Regions from separate parts of the Mus musculus genome. Here region 1 is linked to region 2. Evidence: chromatin contacts called from public Hi-C data. All regions are on one chromosome and are shown on one strand. Each heading gives the region's core, a stretch centred on a gene start, on an enhancer-like site or on the middle of the called end of the contact. The rest is flanking DNA. Distances are from core to core; before and after follow the strand shown.

What was found. A called contact is a pair of places that touch in the nucleus more often than the background predicts.
Region 1: a contact with region 2 is called in a Hi-C map of cerebellar granule neurons, with 2.4 times the contacts expected there. The contact joins the enhancer-like site here to the promoter of Ufl1 in region 2. A contact is called at or near these places in 3 of 39 promoter capture datasets (hippocampal neurons and liver), 4 of 484 Hi-C or Micro-C datasets (the G1E-ER4 cell line, cerebellar granule neurons and cortical neurons) and 1 of 115 datasets of contacts at active chromatin or transcription factors (stem cell-derived neural progenitor cells).

Annotation. Positions count from the first base shown.
Region 1 is chr4:25,619,681-25,625,168 of GRCm38.p6, forward strand. Fut9 (fucosyltransferase 9) reads right to left here. Exons shown (of 3, transcript NM_010243.3): 3 at 1-1,140. The coding sequence starts at 1,132. The coding sequence ends at 53. Among named protein-coding and RNA genes, the nearest start is that of Gm24977, 56 kb to the left of the region's middle. Within about 2 kb of position 3,716, at least 4 of the 459 cell types and tissues checked have an H3K27ac peak or open chromatin away from gene starts, as enhancers often do. A contact at or near this core is called in cerebellar granule neurons, where this site is marked.
Region 2 is chr4:25,278,018-25,284,265 of GRCm38.p6, forward strand. It overlaps Ufl1 (UFM1 specific ligase 1), which reads right to left and starts at 3,804. Exons shown (of 20, transcript NM_001355512.1): 1 at 3,659-3,804; 2 at 2,606-2,751; 3 at 1,329-1,357; 4 at 587-684; 5 at 1-86. The coding sequence starts at 3,735.

The DNA of each region.
Region 1 (5,488 bases), core at 2,466-4,965, 340 kb after region 2:
AAACTTGAATTATGTCTCATTAATCTTTTTCACTGTGACAATGATGGACACTTTAATTCCAAAACCATTTCTCTAAATTACCAACAGACTTATATTCTTGATGCCTTTTTACATGGTCGCATGCCAGGCATGCATGTGATTCCCAAAACCGTGGTAGGTTTACAGTAAAATCCTTTCTCCAGTTAAAGTAACTAAGGTACAACTTATTGTTTTTGTCAACTTCCTTCAGATATTTTGCTAACTCACTGGGAGAGTTAAAATCTTCCACATGAATGAATGAATCAGCTGGAATATAATTCTCATAGTTTTCCCTAGATGGACCCAGGACAACAGGTACTGAACCAGCCAAAAATGCATTGTAGAGCTTTTCTGTGATGTAATCTTTGTGAATTGAGTTTTCAAATGAAAGATAAAATTTACAAGTAGATATGGTGGGAATCAGATTTTTATCGTTCACGTATTCTCCGAATGCTTGGCCATAGGTGTGGATTTCAATACTCTTGCTGAGCTCGTTGTAATACTTGACCCTGGCATGCTCAGGGTTCCAGTTACTCACAACCCAGCACACCAACTTCTCCTTGCTTGGCACTTCAAACACAAAGGGATTTGTGCTCACCGTCAAGAAGCCATAAGGCACTTGGATATCTGAATCACGGCGATAAGTTAGAGTCAGGTTGAACAAGTGTTCAATGCCACTCTTTTGGGGGGTGTGAGTGGGTGACTCTAAATTCATCCAAATCCATTTCTGAAAGGGTGGCCTGGCCTGCTGAGGTAAGTTAGTCAGATCCCAGCTGATGTCTCTATGGTGAATCAGGACCGCATGGGATTTGTTGTACAATGAGCGGTCTGTTGTGAGATGGCACCCTTGGATATTGAACATTGCTTGGCAGGATGTAAGGTCAAAGGTCTGCCCAAATGGCCATACCCAAACCAGAATGGTAGTTTCGTTAAAATAATCAGTTTTTGTGGAGAAGAAATTTTTCATTTTCAGCACAGAACTTGCAGACTCCATTGGACTGAAGACCCAGCTGTTGGTGGGCTTGATATAAATGAGCAGACATGCCATGAAGCAGCCCAGGATGATGCAGACGATTAGAAATGGGCGAAGAATGCCTTTGGATGTTGATGTCATAATTTTTCCTGGGGAAGAGAGAAAAATAGAAGGTAAGTTTAGAAACAAAAGAGGAAATTATAACTACAATGTAAGAGAAATAGTACGACTATTTTAATCATGAAACCAACTCTAATTCCCTTTCAGTTGTAAAAGTTTCCTTTTTAAGAAACAGCGATATGAAGTTGAGTGGATGGACAGAGGAATTTAGGAGAAGCTAGAGGGTGGAAAAGGATATGGTAAAATATTCTGTTTGAAATTCTCAAGGAATGAATAAAAAAATTAAAAAGCCTGTAGCATATTCTGACCAACAGAGTGACATTAATAAAATGTTAGTATTTTTAAAAAAGTTAATATTTGTTTCTGGGAAAACATTTATTTTTATGATTTATATTTAAATGCATCAAGATAGTCCTGTGAGAAAAATATAGCCTTTGACTTGATGCCTCCCTTTTATAAATAACCTCATTAATAAAGATCCTGCTGTATTTATTAATTTATACATTTCACATTTATCTGACAATTTTGTTTCACTAACCTGGTAGTGAACTCAGTAGTTAGCAGTATTTAATAATCAAGCACATCGTTGGTATTAGAAGCAACTCTCCCTTATCAGGGATTAGAGCATTAAGCTTAATTTTCAGAATTAAATATGGCTGATATCCTTAAGATAAAGATGAACGTCATGGAGAATGGTAATCCACTGTATTTTAATAGTTTATGGCTAAAGCTCCACTGAGCAGCTGGCTGAAATAGATGCAGAGGCCTAAAGCTAAGCTCAGGAGTCTTATATAGAAATATGGGGAAGATTTGAGGGCCACGGAGGGGATAGGATCTCCAGAGGAGACCAGCAGAGTCAACAACCTTGGGGGCTTCCAGAGATTGAACCTCAACGGAAAAGCAGAGACAGGCTGGAACCTAGGCTTCCCACATATATGTAGTTAATGTGCACCTCGATCTTCATGTGGGTCCCCCAACAACTGGAGCAATGGCTGCCCCTAGAGCTGTTGCCTGTCTGTGGACCCTGCTCCCTTACCTAGGCTGCCTTGTAGGGCCTCAGTAGGAGAGGATGTGTCTAGCTTTTCAGAGAATTGATGTGGCAGGGCAGGATAAGGGGTAGAGGACTCCATCTTCTCATAGGAGAATGGGAGGAGGTGTGCAGGAGGATGTGTGTGTGTGTGTGTGTGTGTGTGTGTGAGGAGGGGGCCAGTGATTGGGATGTAAAGTGAATAAATAAATAAATTGAAAGAGAAAACACACATATATTATTTCTAAGAATTATTTATTTAACCTTAGACTACAGAGAAAGTTGAGAAGTAATTACAAAGAATATCTTGTCAGGCGTGCTAGTGCACGCCTTTAATCCCAGCACTTGGGAGGCAGAGACAGGCGGATTTCTGAGTTCGAGGCCAGCCTGGTCTACAGAGTGAGTTCCAGGACAGCAAGAGCTACACAGAGAAACCCTGTCTCAAACAAAACAAAACAAAACAAAACAAAACAAAACAAAACAAAACAAAACAAAACAAAACGTCTTAATATTTATAATAAAGTGATATTGCAAATACTATTTGTCAAAGTTTATGGTATATGGACAAACAACAGTACTTAAAAGACGCTTAGAGGTACAGTTTCCAGGAAATTAATTATTTGATTAACCCAAGAAGATCATCAACGAACAATGAACAAAGCTAAAGGAAAAAAACAAAAAAAGAAGCAAATAAACCAAACAACAAAAGCAACAAAGAAAATAGAAGTAGAAGTAGACAAAGTCATTGAACTTGAGAGCTTAAATTTGAGTTGATTAGAATATCCCAATGTCTACTTATATCAATAAAACAGTCAAGATAGAAAATAAATCTAGGTTAATAACAGAAGTACAAATAATGGCTAACTTAATGTATATTAAAATTAGGAATGCCTAGTGAGTATTTATAAAGAAATATAAAAATTCTTGATAAAATAAGCGATTGTGGTTTGCGTGAGTTGAGAAAAGCACATTGGCCTATGGGGGGTGGAGTGAGGATCCATCATAATGGGATTTGTTAAAGAAATGGAATTCAAGAAAAACGACTGAGAGCAAGCATTAGGCTTAGAGAAGACTGAAGTACTCAAATTAGTAATTCAATAAATGGGGATTGCTATGACACTTTAAAAAATGGAATCATTTTACAAAACAGAAAGATAAGGATAAGTTGTTAAATCAATATATGAAGCCAACTATAATTTTGTTAACAATATATTAGAGAAGATATTTTTAAAGGCCAGTTTTACTTAAAGTTACAGACAAAAATTACCCAAGATAGCAAACTTAGATTTGTAAAAATACCAGAATGACAATCCAGAATACATTTAAGGAAATCTAGTTACATGGACTCCTGTAGATAACCATGAAGTCAGAACACATTTAACAGTTTGAAGAAATTCTGATGAGAGTCATGCTAAACTATGCTAAGGTGCTTTCCTGTGATATACCAATCAGGCTGTATATGACCAGGTCACAGTGACAGCAGCCAGCACACAATAACTGCTATTTCTGCCAATCCTAAGAGAGTGGCTGTGGAGAAGGCCATCTGTCACCGTTTCTTCAGAGATGAGCAAATGGGGACAGAGACACATCCAATAAGCAACAAGCTTAGTCACTGACCTGCGGTCTACAGTCAACACCAAGCAAATGATACATTCACTATTCATTCATATTTTTATATTGGGTTTCATTGTCTTGATTTCTCTGGCATCTATCCCTTTTAACTGAGAGCTATTTATTACCATTTTAAATGTAGATCAGGTTCTCCCATCAAACAATAGCTCACACTTACATTGTTCTTATTATGGCCAAATACTGATCTGAGAGCTTTTACTCACTCATACACATGAGCACATCTATTAACTCATATTACCATTTTACTAAAGAAAAAAGTAACTGAGGCACGAAATGGCTAATATGCAGCTTGCTCAAGTTTAGTCACCCAGGAAGTTGCAGCATGTGCGTTCTCCTGCAGGTTGTTGGCTTCATGGTATGAACATGTGATGACTTTGTTTTATGATGTACTATTATGCTCCCTGCAGGCAGAATTTGCAAACAGTATAGTGATATTTTCTTTCTTCACTGACATACCATTAACATCTGGGCAGAACACTTAATAAGTGTTTCATGTGTCGTGTGAATGAATGGGTGAACGACAGAGTTTCTGATAAGTGTAAGGTCCTGTGTCAGTAACTGTAAACACAAAATATGAACCAAGAGAAACTTTTTGTTTATTTGTTTTATCTATAAGTTTAGCATATGCTCATGTAGACAATGTAAACCAATGGAGCTGGCAGAAAATAACTGGGTAAACTGGGTAAAATTGAGCTTTGGATTTTCTTCTGTTTCAAAGTTAGTACACTTGTAGTCAGTTTTACCCACTCTTTGTCTGTTTTTCTTTCCCATTCTCTCTCTCTCTCTCTCTCTCTCTCTCTCTCTCTCTCTCTCTCTCTCTCTCTCCCTCCCTCCCTCCCTCCCTCCCTCCCTCCCTCCCTCTCTCCCTCTTGTGTGCTTTAGTTAAATAAAAATAAAAAGGATTTGGCCCTTTGGCAGAAAACAATATTGCTTCTGCTCTGTGTTCCACTTTCCTGTTTCCTAAGCATTTTGTCTTGTTGATTCTTCTCTTTATATGTTCTACCTCTAATTCTTCACTGCTACTAGGGTTAATTACTAAACAATGGGGCAGTTATTTATTGACCCCTACCATGCACAGAAATTGTTAGGAATGTTTGCCTCCTAGAGCCAAGTTGACATTTCTTTGACAGGAATTGTTTCATTTATTCCCCAAAACTGAAATTCAGGTGAAAATTCAACATGTTTTGATCTATCAATCACTCCAATCTATTTTTCAAAGCCCCTAAGCCGAGATGCTATATAGCAACGACAACAATGAATGTGTAGAAAAAGGGAAATTGTAGCCATATAGAGTAATCGAAACTTTTCACTTATTCTAAATGGCCTTACAGAATGTGAAAGATGACAAAGACTTAAGCTTTAAAGAAAAGAACAGAATCCTGGGTAAAAATAATGCTCGCTCAGATTTGGTAGAGGAAAATATTTAGAAAAAATACTCCTATTTTTCAATACTGCTCTAATGCATGCTTTAAAAAAAAATGGAAGTAAACTTTAAAATACGAAACACTTAGAATTGTGATTTGCAAATGATAGATTCATGTCCGGATACTTGGGAGAGAAATGAGAAACTAAGGCAAATGAGAAGATTCCTCAGAGACTAGTAATTCTACTGTAAGTCTCTGCACTTGTGGTGTTCAGGATATTATTTTAACTAGTATTCATCTCAACTTTAAAATAGAAATAACATTGAGCAAACTATAAGAGAGGACTGAATACTT
Region 2 (6,248 bases), core at 2,554-5,053:
AGGCTTTACACAGTTCTGAGACAGTTACTTGACCACTTTCTTGCAATTTATCATTCACCTCTTCTGATAACTGATCCAGATAGTTCCTAATATTGAAAAGAAGTTTTTCTGTTTTTGTTTTTAAATGAAACATGCTTCCCTTCTGTATCTTCCCCTTTAACGCTTTTCTGCTAGAGTATTGTAGGCCCCCAAGTAATGGACGGGAATGAGCATCACTTGTTGCTCAGATCTAAACCTTAGTTTTTGCTCATAGATATAATTAATGTAAGGGCAATCAAGTGGCAGGTTTTTTTCCTTATGACAAGAGAAATTTTATAGTCATTTCACATCAGTTTTAGAACATTACTTTGAGTGTAGCTGATTCACAATAAATAAGTTAAAATTTGATATTGCTTTAATAGGAAAAAGATCAAAATATATATTATTTATAAATATGTATTCCCCCAAATTAGCACTTACTTTTAAAAAGAATGGTCTTTATAATAAATGTCTCTATTACATGAGCTCTAAACATAAAGCCTAGCTGGCCACGCCTGGCCTGGAGCACCTGACAGAAGGAGAGAGAACGCTTCAGTGTTATACTTACTCATCAATCAGTTGTCCCAGTACCATCTGCACGTGCTTCTCTGATTTAATAATATCACTGACTCTACTCTCGATATGAGTCAGGTCCACATTAATAACCTAGAATTACACAGAAATTACAATTAGTTTCCACTACTTTTAAAATTTGAGATTATACATTGAGATTAAAAATTATACTTTTATGTATTTTATATACATATATATTATTTATACACCCTTTACATATCACTTAGATAAATTTGAAATTACTCTAAAATATTGATAGCTGAGTATCATGGCAGATACCTATAATGCAGAAGAACAACTATGATTTCAAGGCCAGTGTGGTCTATATACCCAGTTCTAGGCAAGGTGAGACAGGGACACCGAGTAAAACAATCTGTGTGTGTGTGTGTGTGTGTGTGTGTGTGTGTGGGGGTGTGTGTGTGTGTTACTGTAGGGGTGGGAAAAGAGTTTCCGCCTGTCTGAGGATGCCAGTCTTCTCCTGTCTGCCTTCAGAACAAAGATGTAGAACTCTCAGCTCCTCCAGCACCATGCCTGCCTGGGGTGGTGTCATGTTTCTCACAATGAAGATAATGGACTGAACCTCTGAACCTGTAAGCCGGCCCCAATTAAACACTGTCCCTTATAATAAGAGTTGCCTTGGTCATGGTGTCTCTTTTCAGCAATGGACCCAACAAATCCGTAGTATTTATAAATTAAGAAAGCTTTAAGAAATCAAAGCAAAATTTTTATAAATTTACCTGTTGTAAGTCAACAATGTTTACTCGACCTTTGAACAAAAGAGAGGAATTGAAATTACATGGACGTGCAGATGAACAGGTTCAACTCTAACCGACAGTGCTGATGGCTCTAAGTCCTTCTAGGAAGGGCATAGGACCTCAGTAGTAACTGATGGACTTAGATACAGATTACTCGCTGATCAATCTTCATGGTTAAAGCCACAGGCAACACTGTTCTCCAAGCTGTGTTTATCACATCAGACCAATTACGAACATCAGAGGACACAACGCGGAGAAATCCGTGGAAGGAATTTCAATTCTTCTCACAAATCAACTCAGCTAAAATGACCAGAGGAAATGCCTGCAGCTAAATTAAGATGATTTCCCCATTGCTCAAAACTGAAACGAGTGTCTATCAGCAAGAGAGGATCTGTTAGATAATGCAAATCACAGCTCACGTGTTATTAGCACTCCTGCAGAAAGAAACAAAACACCCAGGCTAGACCCAAGTGGTATCTAGTGACAGGCTGTTTCTGTTTCAGTCAAACTGCTCAGTCTGCTCAATTGCTCAAATTTCAAAAACATAAAGCAAAACAATATTTTACGTTTGATGGTGCTAACTGCACTTCATAATATGGTGGGCCTCAGGCCACAGTACATCAATTTACAAAGTTTCTTAAACTTAGTAATGCAGCTTTAATATTTGAGATCTTAAAACTTTATGAAATCTCTATTTCTCCTTTATAATTAAGTACCTGATCACTGGCAGCTAGGTATTCACCCCTAGGTCATGAAGTGTGGGTATATATATATATTATACACACATACATATATATACACACACATATATACATATATACATATATGTATATGCATATATATACCACATATATACTATATATATCACATATATATATATATATATATATGGTATATATACACATACACACATATATAGTACATTTAATTCAATACAACAAAAACATGGTATTTGTTAAGTGGCAATAGTTAAGGTCATGTTTGCATGAACCTGTAAGATTATGTTCATATGAACATACGAAGGTTGACTGCATGATCCTATGAAGGCTGATCATCAAGTTATCAGTAGAGAAGGGTTACAGCTCAGGGGTAGTATTTGCCTAGTTTGTGCTCTGGATCTGATACCCAACACAAAGAGGAAAGAAGGAGCCATTGAGGAGAATGCCCTATAACCTCCACGTAAGTACTTATTTTTAATTTAATGTATTTTCTTCAAACATCCGGTAAAGACAAAAGCATGACACTGAGGAATTACTTACCACCTCGGACATGTAGCTCGTCTCTCATTTCTTTACTGATTTGGGCTGGAGTGATATATTCCTTGCCGTCAAGTGTATGGACTACTTCCAGCTGTTTCTGAGAGATCAATTTATTCACAATCTCAATGCAGTTCCGCTCTGACAACCTGTGCGAAGCCAGGAGTTTAAGAGTGTACTTGCTATGCCGCCCCCCCCCCCCCCAGGTATTTGAAAGCAAAATTTTGAGTAACTTCTACATTACAAAATCTGTCCTTTATTAGTATGATGATATTGGTTGAGTAATTTAAAAAGAAAACTTGAGAGTAGGTTTATATTCCCTTGAATTATTTATTTAATTCACACACGTCACTGTATTATGATTCTACAGATGTTCTCTCCTAGTCCTGCCTTCAAGTATCAAATTTTCCAGCTGAAAACAAACAAACTTTTCTTTAAAATCACAGTATGTTGGCCTTACTGGTACAGTTGGTGTACAGACAGGTCATGTGGCTTAGCAGAACTATAGGTACTATAATGTTAGCTACTCACAGCCATCTTGCACTAAATTTTTTCCCCGGGTTTTGTTGTTTGTTTGTTGTGAGAGTGTATGTATGTCTGTAGCTCTCAATGTTATAGAACAGCATCAACGGACTACTGTGTTTAGGTCCAAGAGAAATAAAATACTACAAGAACTCGTTGACAGGGAGACAAAGTCTATTCGCCTTATATATGCGATGTGTAATCACGGGCGCAGAGTCGGGGTAATTCGGCCACTCCCCCATTTCTGGAGTGTAGAAAAGTTGGTGTCCCGGAGTCCCTAAAATATGACAGATGGCATGTGGGCCTGGCTTAGATCTGTGGCTGCACGTAAAAAGGATTTGGAGGAGGGACAGACTACTTGCTGCGCGCTGCACTGGGGACTTTGCAAGCTCGCCCTAGGCCGGGCAGCGAGCGCCTCTACCGACAGCCGCCGCAGCAGACCGGCTCCGGGGTCCCACCGCGTTCCGGCAGGCAGTGCGGGAGCGGGGCAGCGTCCCGGGCCTAAGCCGGCTCCACACCGCAGGGAACCAGCACCTTTGCGTGGACTCTGCAAACTGCGCCCGCTGGAAGTCAGCCGCCAGCCGCCGGATCTCCTCCCAGGCGTCCGCCATCACTGCTCCGCTCGCCCCGACACAGGGAAACGGCAGACACGTCAGCCTTCAGCCTGCCGCAGGCACCCCGGGACGGACCGCGCAGAGGGCCAAGAGACCTGCGTCAAGGAAATTCGCGAACAGAAACGCGACTGCCGAGCTCTCCGCCCTCAGCTGGGCGTGGCCTGCGGGAAGCGGCTTCCTAAACTCCTACAAAGCCAAGCTGATGCTGACTCAGTAATCCTTTTTGCAAGGTTCCTGTTTCTGTCCAGCAACCATCAAATGATCTTCCGCCCTTGCTGAGCGGACGAGACATACTTCTTTTGTGGGACTCTTACAAACCGTGACTAATCCACTTTGAACAGTGAATGGGGCTTTTACTTGAGCCAAGAATGAAGTCAGTTTTAGAGAAACTTGTTCCACACTACTGCATCAGTTTGAATTTTGTTCTTCCAAAATGAATCTATTTGGGTATAGCAAACGCCATGGACTTCAGTTCATGTGTTCTAAAGCTTATTATTATTATTATTATTATTATTATTATTATTATTATTATTATTTACTCGGACAAAGGAATAATCGTTGCTGGGAGTGAAACTAGGGAAGGCAATGGCATTGTACTTCTTAGACAAGATAACTGCTGCCATTGTTTATTCACACATACCATTTTCCAATCTTAATCAATGGGGAAATCAGAAGGCTGATTGTACTTAGTAAAGAATATTTTGCTTCTTTCCTATGTAAATATATTAGTCCATATAACACGTCCAGTAGATAAATCCATTTGGCTTCTGAAGTGCCTAGCTTTGATTAAATTTAGAGAACTCCATGATAAAGCTTGGCATTCCATCTTATCCTTTGAAGCAGACTCTCTCAGAAAGGTAGGCCAGCCTCCCATCAAGTAGGTTTACTGGCCAGCCAGCCCCTGAGTTTCCTCCTGGCTTCATCTCCCAGTCAGGTTGATGATCATACCCAGGTTTCAAGATGAGCTTGGGCTCTGAATTCAAGTCTGTATGCTTGCACAGAGAGCACTTTAACCTTCAAGCATCTTCCCACCCATCATTTTAAGTGCTTTGGAGGGAGGGAGGGAGGGAGGGAGGGAGGGAGGGAGGGAGGTAGTAATTTTTGACCAATATATGATATTACAGAGGAACTTTAAACAGAGCAAACACTACGCAGCTGTTTTTTAAAGGGTAGGAGATTCTTTTAAAGAACGAACTTGTATAGATTTGGAGAGCTGACATTCCATTCTTTATAAAATTTTATGATAGCTGTCTGTAGTTGTACAAATACCTTGTTAATGTTGACATGCAGACAGTCTGTGGATAGTTGATGTCTTTAGCTACAGTGTGTACAGGATTTATTACACATTCTTGGAATCATTTAGAAATTGTCTTTTGACATAAAAACAAATTAGAGACAGCAATGAAACACTGTGATGCTTGAACATATGCATACATGGATAACATTTGCATTATATCAAACACCTAACATATATTATCCAAGATTAAACATTTGACATCCTTCCTCCTAGTGCTATAAGATATAAAGTACGTGGTTGATGTGATGATTTGTATATGCTTAACCCAGGGAGTGACACTATTTGGAGGTGTGGCCTTGTTGGAATAGTGTGTAGACATGGCTCAAGAGTTCTCAAAGGAGAATTTCTTTCCTTCTTTCTTCCTTTCTTTTCTTTTCTTTTTCCTTTTTCATTGGATATTTTATGTATTTACACTTCAAATATTATCCCCTTTTCTGGTTTCCCCTCTGGAACTCCCTTCTCCCATCCTTCCCTCTCCCAGCTTCTATGAGGATGCTTCCCCTACCACCCACCCATTCCTACCTTCCCACCAGGGCATTCCCCTACACTGGGTAATACAGCTTTCATAGGACCAAGGTCTTCTCCTCCTATTGATGCAGACAATGCCATCCTCTGCTACACATACACATGGAGCCATCCAAGTGTATAGTTGGTGGTTTAGTACCTGGGAGCTCAGGGGTGGGGGTGGGGTCTGGTTGGTTGATATTATTGTTCTTCCAATGGGGTTGTAAACCCCTTCAGTTCCTTCAGTCTTTCTCCAACTTCTCCATTGGGGACCCAGTGCTCAGCCCAATGGTTGGCTTTGAGCCTCTACCTCTGTATTTGTCAGGCTCTGGCAGAGCCTCTCAGGAGACAGCAATATCAGGCTCTTTTCGGCAAGCACTTCTTAGCATAAGCAATAATGTCTGGCTTCGGTGACTGTATGGGATGGATCCCCAGGTGGGGCAGTATCTGGATGGCCTTTCCTTCAGTCTATGCTCCACACTTTGTCTCTATATTTTGACTGGAGCCCTTCTGGGTTAAGAATTTGGAGATGAGTAGGTGGCCCCATGCCCCAACCATGGGCCTTGCCTAACCTCTGGATATGGTCTCTACAGGTTCTCCCTCCCCTTTGTTGGGCATTTCAGCTAATCTCATCCCTGTTGGGTCCTGGAAGCCTCTTGCTTTCCTGGCATCTGGGACTGGTTGTGGCTACCCCCAGCTCCCCATCCCC